Regions from separate parts of the Mus musculus genome. Here region 2 is linked to region 1. A link is a contact called in public Hi-C data. All regions are on one chromosome and are shown on one strand. Each heading gives the region's core, a stretch centred on a gene start, on an enhancer-like site or on the middle of the called end of the contact. The rest is flanking DNA. Distances are from core to core; before and after follow the strand shown.

Region 1 (5,436 bases), core at 1,709-4,208:
CAAACAGTCAGTTTAGCAGAAGCTAAGGTAAGGTAGCTGGAGTGTTGTGACCTTGGGCTCCTAGAATAGGGTTTGCTTGTTGTCTATGGGATTCTCTATCAAAGGGATCAAATTCTAGTTTAAACTTGAAATGGCCACAACAAGAGTACAAGATAGAGGAACCTCTGCATTGTCTTGCTCTGTTATAAGCACCTTAGGAATACTGTACCCTACCCCCTATTGCATACGCAGCCTCTTTCCCTCTTCCCTCCCTCTTGCCTGATATTGGGCTCCAGAGACAGAACATATGATGAGAATTGTCTCCTCTTCTTCCCCCCAGGCACTGGGAAATATTTTTCCTTGGAAAGAAATGCTATTTTAGTGTGATCGTGTCTTTGGGGATCCAGCTCCAGGACAGCATGACCATGGGACTTAATATGTTTAGCACAAAGTCCTGAGTGCGTGGATCTGCAGCCTCAGCCCCTTGGGTTTCAGTTTGTTGTGATGGATCTCTTGGTGAGTTAGGGCAAAAGTCAGCAAAGAGTAGATCTGTCGAAAGGGAAGCATCAAATTGGTGACGTGGAAGAAACCACCTTTCCCCAGCTGTTTCTGAGTAACTACAAACTGTGCCTCAAGGTCCAGCTCTTTAATATTTACAAGTTTACAATAATAATAACTTTAGTTTTCTCATAATATAATATTAACTGATTTGTAACATGGGTCTTAGAGTGCCATGAACTTTTATTACTAAGTTTAGTTGGAAGTACACTGAGTGGTGTTTTTGCAGAAGGGCATGCAGTGAATGGAACTTAAGTCTTGAACTTTGGCACTGGGGACCTGTGTTCTCAGGTAGGAGAGAAACGTGCCCTCAGTCATTGGTGCTTAGGGTTTAATTGTGTACCCACCTCCAACCCCACCCCACCCCACCCCCACCCCGTACCATCTGTTGCTGTCTTGTGTGGCATGTGGAATGAAGGATTGATTCAACCTCACTGGAGGGTTCATGAAGAAAGGCAGAAGACATGGGATTAGAGTTACACCTGAGGGGATGTTGAGTCACTGTCAGGCATGCTCTGTGGAAACTGGCACCTTGTAGCTTACTTAACTCTTGCGGCCTAGTTGCCCCTTCTGTAGGGGTCAGATAATACCTGCTTCATCGCATGCCACAGGATTCAAATAAAAGTTTCAGGGGGCAGAAATCAGTTCGCAAGTACTTGAAGCATGGAAGGGGCAAGTGCGGACATCATCTTCTAAGGTTGTATTCCTGCACTTAGAGTATGTTGAGTGTGGTTTCTGGGCTAGAAGAAGGTCTCAAAGCACTGTGAAGGAAGGGAGTGTAGCTATCTGACACGAGATGACTGGTCACATTAATCACGTCTTCTCTCTCAGCACAGAGAAAAAGAAGAAATATCCTTGCTTGGCTCTCATGCATACACATGGAAGTTGATGTAGTTTTTGGGAAAAGGAGGCTGGAGGATCAAAAAAGTGAAAGTCACTCTCTACACAGCAAATTCAAGGCTAGTCTGAGCTAAACAAATACCCACCTCCAACAAAGCACATCTCCCTTTTAACCCTAGGGGCTGGGGTACTCACTTAGCCTGTTGGAATTTGTATAACATGATCTTGCTCACTTTATAGTTAAATCATAAATATTGAGGGGTTTTTGTGTTTGTGAATTTGTTTTCTGAGCTTTTCAGAACCACCCACGATTGATCCACAGGGATCATAGCAGTCTGCTATTAGTAGTTCACCCGTGATTTGCATAAAGTCCTAAATGATGGAGATAGGGAGAAGAAGTGAAAAGTGATTGGTGCCGGTCACTTGTCACATGTCTGCCTTCGAACACTGGATGGGACTATGATGACTTGTTCGGTGGCAAAGGAAATGAGTTTGGAGCCTTCCAACTTTTGAGTGGGGCGCTGTGTGCTACTGACAGAGTATAAGGAAAATGGGTCAGAGTGGGCTATGCTTATTTTCTTCATTGAGATGGTGGCTTTAGCTTCAATGGTGACTTAATAAATACTTATGATGGACTTCATGTAACATTTAGGCAATAAGCAGTATGGTGTAGATTTCCTTAGTTGTAATTTATAGATAAATCAAAAAAATCTAAAGTTAGTAACATTTATTTTTGCTTTGAAATAATCAGCATGACTTTGGCAGGTACTTTACCGTTACATTTGATTGACAAGAGAAAGAATTGAACCACTGTATATGTATTATTTTTTATGAAGCTATTTATAAGTACTACTTCCTTTTGTTCCCCCTACAGAGTACTTTTATTGGAAAGAGAAAAAGTAAATGACTAAAACATTATAGTCATCTAAGAGTATAGAATGACACAAATATTTTAGAAAGAATAATTATTTCATATATTGAAATATTATGTACCACTGCATAAAATTATACTATTTTACTTTGTATGTTAGTTATATAATTTTGCTTCGTACATTAGTTATAAGGCTTACTATAATTTAAAAGGAAGTTGTTTCAGTTTCATTTTAATATCAGATTGGTTTAGAGAGGAGAAGTGTTGAGTCAGAGCAGATGCAAGTTCCAGTTGTGTGGTGTGTTGTCTCTAGGCTTCTCTCTTAGGTGATTCTCTGAGGAGAATCAACTTTTTTCATCCGATGCAACAACACATGATTTGCAAGAGCCATGCTTCTGAGGTTTCTAAAACGTGGAGTTCAGAGGAGGGGATGTAGCATCGTCATAACTAAGGAGAAGAACAAAGTTCTCTTGTCTCTCAAGGGAAGCAGAGTAGTCCATACAGGCTGCAGAAATAGGAGTGTTTCATGAGGACAGATAAACTTGATATTAGCCTAGCTTTTTATGCGATGTCTGTGTACCATGTGCATGCAAGGCTTGCTGATGCCAGAAGGGGGCGTCAGATCTCACTGGAACTGGAGTTCTAGGTGGTTGTGAGCTCCCTTGTGGGTTCCTAGGAGATGAACCCAGGTCCTTCCTCTCCAGCCTGAAGCTAAAGTGTTTTCTTTTGAAGTAAACTCTGCGGAAAACCAGCTTGAAGTAGTGCTCTCTGTCTCAGTGTGTGCTATTGCTGACAGTGTGCACTTGAGAAGCTATGCTAACCTCACTCACTTAGAACATTTCTTAGAAAGCTCTTTGGGTTTGACTACTTAATCAGCATTTCTTCCTGATTGGTAATGCCAATTTTTGTTACTCCCTGGCTATGAACTTCTAGTTTTCTGTCTCTCTCCCCTTTCTCTTTCTCTCTCTGTGTCTCTCTGTTTCTCTGTCTCTCTGTCTGTCTGTCTCTCTCTCCATTTATTATCTTTGTGAGCACAGGATCCATGCTGTGGTATGCCTATAGGCCTCTTGTCATTCTGTGATATTTACTGGAACTCTTCCCTGGCAAATGTGGTCTCTATTTATCTATTGTATGTTTACCTGACTCCATGCCAGTCTGGGTTGAATCCACTTCTGCCTACTGTATCTGTGCCTGACCAATGACTATAGCTAGAAATGGGTATCACATGCTGATTGCTATGACTTTGCATTTGTGGCTATTAATGTGAAGGTCAGCTGGACCCTTAGTCCTTGCCTCTCTTTGACTGCTCTTCCAGGCTACTACATTTCCTTCTCTTCTTTTTCCTTCCTCCTCCTCCTCCTCTCTCCTCCTCCTCCTCCTCCTCCTCCTCCTCCTCTTCTTCTTCTTCTTCTTCTTCTTCTTCTTCGAATAAACAAGGAGAAATATATGTCTCCCACTTGGCTTACCTTCTGGCTTTCCACCTGGGTGACTAGCCCAGGCCATCCCTGAGAGCCCTACCCTGACTCTAATTTTTGTTCTGCCCTCTGTACCTGCACATCATGGTCTCTGATGAATTGTTTTTTTACCAGTGCACACATGAGGGAAGAGAGATTTGATTTAAAACCTGATGTATCCCTAGCAGAAAGGAAGTATCCTTAATATATAGGCTATATCCTTAGCATACAGGATGCCCCCATCACAAGATTTGCTCAGCAACTCCTTCTTTTCTGGCTATTGTGTACTTGTTCAAAAAAAAATTGTTTTCAAGTAATTTTAAACTTAAAGTAGCTTAGAAAATAGAAAATTCCTATATACTCAACTTCACATCTTTCAATTTTTTAATAATCAATAAAGCAAAACTTCAGGTTTTTTCTTTTTCTTCTCTCTTTTGCCTCATTTTGCTGCCTCCATTTATACCTGAACTTTTTTTTTCCTTTGGTTTTTTGAGACAGGGTTTCTCTGTGTAGCCCTGGCTGTCCTGGAACTCACTTTGTAGACCAGGCTGGCCTTGAACTCAGAAATCCACCTGCCTCTGCCTCCCAAGTGCTGAGATTAAAGGTGTGCGCCACCACTGCCCAGCTTACCTGAACTTCTTAAGTCAATATGCTTTCTCTGACACCATCTTCGCCATTTTTAACTTCATTTTGTTCCAGCTGTTGTGTCCTGTTTGTCAGTGATAACTAGAGAAGTTTCTGTTGACAGGTCTCATGATTAGTCCTCACTTCTCTTTAGACCTGTAGCACCATTGATTCCAGTTGATTTCTTCTATTACGTCACTTACAAGTCACCTGACATGGACTTTGTCCCTTTCTTCAGGTGATTAAGTGTCAGCCCAAATGCTGATAACGGCAGAATGGATACTTTGAGCCCTGATCTTCTTTCTGTGTGATCTCTCTCCAGGCTTTTGTGTCCATGGTGTATTTGACAGTCTTTCTTGTTTGCTAAACATGCTCAGAGCAGGCGTTCTCACTTGTCACTGGAAATGTCCGAGGCACTGATAACAGTTTCTCCTAGCCCAGGAAATGGCAGTGCATTCCTGCTGCCTATACCCATAACCTTGTAGTGTCCTGACTTCCTCAGTTCACTCACATCCTATGCTAAATGTACCGACCAACACTCTCAGTCCTCTGTTTACAATGTTCACTCAAAACTGATTGCTCTCTGTTTTCACTGCCGCCACTGTGACCCGAGCCTCTGGGATCATTTGTGGTACTAGTACCATCTAACTGGCCTCCAGCATGGATTCCTGTTTGCATAATAGTTAAAATAATTAAAACATAAATTGGAGCTGAATGGTGGTGACACGTGCCTTTAATCCCAGCACTCAGGAGGCAGAGGCAGGTAGATCTCTTGAGTTTGAGGCCACGCTAGTCTACAGAGTGAATTCAAGGACAGCCAGGGCTACACAGAGAAACCTGGCTTAAAAAACCAAGACCAACCAAACAAACCAAAAGATATAAATCAGGCTAAGCTCCTTCTTTGTAGAACACCCTCTACGATGTTTTATTTACATTGCTCTTTACTAAAATCCTATACTTTGTTACGTCTTGTCCTTCTATCCCAACACCATTTTGTATTGTCTGCTTCCTCTAGTCCATCCTTTCCTATCCCTGACACAACACTACTAGGGTCTCCCTTCTGAACCCATGGGCAGAAGTTTCCTTTCTGTGTCTGAGTGGCTCACTTCC
Region 2 (5,436 bases), core at 1,327-3,826, 570 kb before region 1:
GTTTTTCTTACTTAAATCATTTGAAGTGGGAAGACCCATTTTTAATACTGATCTTTTGATGTGGGAAAGATCCACCTTTAAGCTGAGCCACACCTGCAGGTGGCTACCTATAGAAAGGATATGGAAGAAGGAAGCTTCCCCTTTGCCTGCTTGGTCTCTCTGACAAGTCTATTCCTTCACATTAGAATCTACTTCTTCGCTATTCTGACAAGCACTGAAGAACAGGTCAGACATCCAGCCTTGTGGGCTACTGCACGAGTCCTGGATTCTTCTGTTGGCAGACAGTCATGGTTGGACTAGCTGGACCAGCCTGTAAGCTACTCTAGTAAACCCACTTTATACATATTCATTCTATAAGTTCTGCTCCTCTGGAGAACCCTGACTGATATGCTGACTAGCAGCAGTAACATCATCCATGACTTTGGAGAGCAGTCTGCCTGGGAACAGAAGTTGTCTGACATACAGCAGGTCTGCCGTGGATATAGACTAATGTGCCCTTCTAGCTCAGTTCTCAGTGAGTTTACAATGGAAAGAATGTTAATTTCCTCTGTACACCAAGACTAGTGTTAACAGAAAAAAAAATGCTCTCAAATGGTCCTCACACATGTTATATATTGAGCTAAGGTGTGCTTAGAGAAATCTGATTGTAGTTCTGATCTGGTTAAATAAACCATGATCTCCCCTGCCTTTTCTGTCAGGTGTAACCATTACATTCCTTATAGTTTTGCCCTCCAAAAATTTACCGTACAGTCATAAGACATTCTTCTTCTCCCTTGAAACCCATGTGAATGGAAAACTGACACTTTTAGAGCTACAGAAAACCCTTTATCATCAAAAGAGCAAATTAGAAATAAGGATTTCTTTAAAAGGTCAGATGTAATATATACTTTAGAAAATTAAGTAAGGACATTTTAGCAAAGTATCTTAAGCAAAATGACATGTAGGTCACCCTAGTGTGAACTTCCAATACAAGGAAGGTGGTCGTGGTGATATAAAGAGCTCTTCTGGCTTAAACAGTGTGCCAAATGTGGTCTTTGTTATCAGAATGCCTTTAACTTTAACCTGATTCAGATTCAGAAAACATCAAGGGCCCTAAGAGTTTACGGAAGTTGATTAGCATTTAATTCACAGTGAAATAAGTCCTATTTTTTTTACATGATATTTGTATTTTCTATTTAAGATGGAGTGTGTCATAAAAATAAGAGTGTGACGTTTGATTTGATTTTCCACATGAGTCTCCAAGTTAAGCTAGACTCTGTTGTCCTGATCTAAAAAGTAGGTGCTAGAACTGGTGATCACTACCTGTCACAATGATCAATACTCTTGACGACCTTCTCAATGAAACCCCAGGTGAATGCCTAGGAGGGCTGTGGCTCATGGGTAAGCCACCAGAGCCTGATTGTTATTCAGCTGACTCCAGCATCCTCCAGCCCATGTCCTTAAACCTGAATCTCTTACAAGATCATCTGGGGCTTTTGGAAACATTTCAAAACTGGAGCTCTGCTTTAGTGTCTGACACCAGGTCATTCAGAGGGAACGTCGAAGTGAAGGACACCATGAGAAGTTTGGTTTCCTGAGCCCATGTGACCAGAAGTGGGAGATAACATCAGATATATGGGACTCCTACAGCCCAAGCTTGTAAAAGTCTCTCTGGGAGGTGGGCAGCCGTGGAAGGATCACGTAAATCAAAGACCAGGCTGGAAATGAAGCCTGGGAGCTTCAGCAATTTGTCACTAAGTGATCATCAAAGCTGCCCGTGCATGCTTATTAGACAGAGGCCATCTGAGGAATTACAGGTGCAAGGAAGGATGTCTGTGATTAGCATAAGAAGACTAAAGCAGGAAAAAGTGTGCCGAACAAGTAGGAGAAAGAACAACATTCACAAAGGGACTTCATGCTGGGGCTCAGATGCTATTGTTTCTACTTTTTCAATATCAGAGAAGATACATGTTTTAGAGTACAGTACAGTGGGACTCTGTGTGCCTAAATAGAGGGTTCCATCCTTAGTTCCCTCCCCACTGAAATACAACTAAATATATAAGTTTACATATACCAAAACTGGGTATATAGAGAGAACAAGAGCCCAATAAGTTAATTGCTAACAGAAAATAACTATTTCTAATGGTCTATAATTTTGTGATTGTATCTTCCTATCATAATGGACAAAACTTAATAGTATTTGAGAACACTCATGTTCATATCGATTAATACATTGTAGTCATGAAAATATTTGTCTTATTAGGCAAATTAAGTATTATAACTTGGCTCAAAGAACTCATTTATCTAGTCAAGCTTATCTTAATAGCATGAATGTCCAGTTGTATATACTTAGCTTTAATAGCATACATAGTATCTTTAAGATCGCCACCCCAATCCCTAATTACCTGGCTTTATTATCCAGGTCTGACAATACTCCAGAGTGACAGTCATCATTGACTTTTCTGCAGTATTTGGTGCTTCTACATCAGCACTTCCTAAATTTGCTCTTCTTGCCTGAGATTCTAAGACAACATACATTCTTCGTGTTTCTCTTAATTCTGACAAGTCATTTCCCATTTTCAGTGACTCACTATGTAAATACGAGCATGCCTTGGGTCTGTCTTGCTGTTTTCTCACCCTTGAATCACCCTGGAGTTACACAGCATTCTGTGCCCTCGAGTATAATTTCTAGGTTAACTTCAAAGATGTATCTGAAGCTCTGAGTGACGCAGGAACTGCAACCCACCCCTAAGTAGGCAAGTCTCACTAACAGAATTCAGTCTCACATACGCCTAACATACGACCAGTAGCCACATTTCCCTACTCCTGCTAGCTCTTGTTCTAAATTTCTTTTTCAACTGGCCCTTTCCCCCTACTCAGGCTTATTTTAAAAGCTACCTGTGTGTCATTTCATACCAGCAGCAGCACATAATCAGAACCAACACAATGAACTCAAAGATTTGGAATAGATTCTTCCTAGAGGCTACAATCTGATGCCGTTTCAGAAAATCAGTAAGAACTGGTAGGTTTTAAAGAGAGTTGGTCTTCAATCCCAACTCTTTTCCCTCTACAGAAGATTAAAATTGCTGTTTAAAATATTCTTTCCTTATCTGAAATAAGACAATATACCCTAACTACGGAAACAGGATTTTAAAATAAGATAATGTTTACAAAATCATTAGCAATGTGTCTTACACCGGGTAAATGTTTACAAAGTTTGGGAGTTGGAGAATTTAGCTCAGGGATACAGTAGTCAGCGCTGGGTTCTTTCCCTGAAATTAGAAGAAAAGAAAAAGAAAAAAAAAAAAAAAACCAGCCCTAATTCTCACCCATCACAAGTCTTATTTTCTACTCTTTACTGGTGTCACTTTTATTTTTATTTTATTTTATTTACTTTTCAGTGTACTTCATGATATAAAAATTTTATATTGTGTATATTTTTATATGAGGTGATATAAATATGCCATGCTGTATCTAATTAGACACCTCTTTATGATTAGACTATTTTCAAACGTGGCGAGAGAAAATGTCAATGAAAGTGAAAAAATAGAGAAGTGGTGAGGAGCACTTAGTGTTCCTCTGGCATCCTGGAACTCAGGTCCCAGCACCTACATAGATAGGGAGGTTTACAACCACCTGCAGCTGCAGCTCCAGGAGACCCAACCCCCTCTTCTGACCTACACAGACACTTACACACACATGCTCTCACACACAAACATACACAGACACTTACACACACATGCTCTCACACACAAACATACACAGACACTTACACACACATGCTCTCACACACAAACATACACAGACACTTACACACACATGCTCTCACACACAAACATACACAGACACTTACACACACATGCTCTCACACACAAACATACACAGACATGCACACACATGCTCTCACACACAAACATACACAGACATGCACACACATGCTCTCACACACAAACATACACAGACATCACACACATGCTCTCACACACAAACATACACAGACATGCACACACATGCTCTCACACACAAACATACACAGACATCACACACATGCTCTCACACACAAACATACACAGACATGCACACACATGCTCTCACACACAAACATACACACAATTAGAAACTTGTCTTTTTTCAAAAATCCAATAAGCAGCATAACTTTCAGATGGTTGCCACATCTCAACAAATGTTCTTTAAATACTTTTATCACTTGTGTCTTACCCTGTGTCTCTTACCAAACCTCATTGTACTCCCTAGACTGTCCCTCACAAGGACTGCCTTAAATTGAGTACACTAGAGCCTCAAGTTTGTAGTAAAATTCCCATTGAAATACGGAATGGAGGCATGGCTCTGCCTGGACCCAGTTTCTGCTTTCCCACCGGCAGTGGCAAGCCGTAGACCTCTCTGGCTGACCTGGGTCTTGATTGGCCTTCCAAAGTCACTTAAACGTCTATCATTAGCTTTAGACGTCTATCTGACTTCTCATATGCAACAGATCCCATATTGAAATTAAGATCTTTCCAGTCATCCTAATTCCTCATATCACAAATTTCGAATTTTGGGTCAGCGATTTTCTTTTAGACAGTTGATCTGTAGTCCTGGCTGTCCAGGAACTCACTGAGAATTTAGCTTCATGTTCACTTCCATGGATAATAGAGATGGTCTATTTTGTCCAGTAATGTCTGTCTGTCTGGATTTTTTCTTTCTTTCTTTCTTTTTTATTCGTTTGTTTGTTTTTTTTTTTTTTTTTGAGATAGGGTTTCTCTGTGTAGCCTTGGCTGTCCTGGAACTTACTTTGTCGACTAGGTTGGCCTCGAACTCAGAAATACACCTGCCTCTGCCTCCCAAGTGCTTTGATTAAAGGCGTGCGTCACCACTCGAGACTAGGCTGGCCTCAAACTCAAGAGATCCGTCTGCCTCTGCTGCAGTTGTTCTTTTTGCCCTTTCTTTTATTCTTTTACAATTCATGATTTTCAAGTAATGAATCCAAATGACTCCAACTTTAAAACACAATGGCAATCCAACTACTCCTCTACCAATACTTTAGTCTGAGCCACAACTGCAACTGTCCCTTACCTTGGATCTAAGGACCTCCTACTCCTTTTACATACCACACATATTTCATGCCTTTACTCAAAATCTAGCAATGGCCTCATTTTGCTTGGGTTAAATTCAAATTCCAAGGTTCTGTGTGATCTATGGCGACTGCCCTTCTGACCTCATTTCAAACTACCCTGCTGCCAAGCAGGCTTCATGCCAGCATATTCATACTGTGCTAGTGCTCAAATGACCCAACCAAGCTCCTGCCTTATGACTGTTAGACTATTCCTTCTGCCCAGAATGAGCTTCTTGTGTCAGACACAGAACTCAAACTTCCATCCTCCTTCATACTTTTACAATGAATAAACACCCAAGCTGACTAAGTTGATAGGGCAAGAGGCTCCTCTCCAATTTTCTTTC

The links. A called contact is a pair of places that touch in the nucleus more often than the background predicts.
Region 2: a contact with region 1 is called in a Hi-C map of bone marrow-derived macrophages, with 11 read pairs. The contact joins two enhancer-like sites. A contact is called at or near these places in 1 of 15 datasets of contacts at CTCF or cohesin (large pre-B cells), 1 of 484 Hi-C or Micro-C datasets (bone marrow-derived macrophages), 5 of 115 datasets of contacts at active chromatin or transcription factors (bone marrow-derived macrophages, double positive thymocytes and embryonic stem cells) and 1 of 9 other capture datasets (embryonic stem cells).

Annotation. Positions count from the first base shown.
Region 1 is chr10:26,319,978-26,325,413 of GRCm38.p6, reverse strand. The region is part of intron 12 of L3mbtl3 (L3MBTL3 histone methyl-lysine binding protein); the gene reads left to right. Among named protein-coding and RNA genes, the nearest start is that of L3mbtl3, 51 kb to the left of the region's middle. Within about 2 kb of position 2,958, at least 19 of the 459 cell types and tissues checked have an H3K27ac peak or open chromatin away from gene starts, as enhancers often do. A contact at or near this core is called in bone marrow-derived macrophages, where this site is marked.
Region 2 is chr10:26,893,086-26,898,521 of GRCm38.p6, reverse strand. All of the region lies in intron 12 of Arhgap18 (Rho GTPase activating protein 18), which reads right to left. Among named protein-coding and RNA genes, the nearest start is that of Gm30534, 70 kb to the left of the region's middle. Within about 2 kb of position 2,576, at least 33 of the 459 cell types and tissues checked have an H3K27ac peak or open chromatin away from gene starts, as enhancers often do. A contact at or near this core is called in bone marrow-derived macrophages, where this site is marked.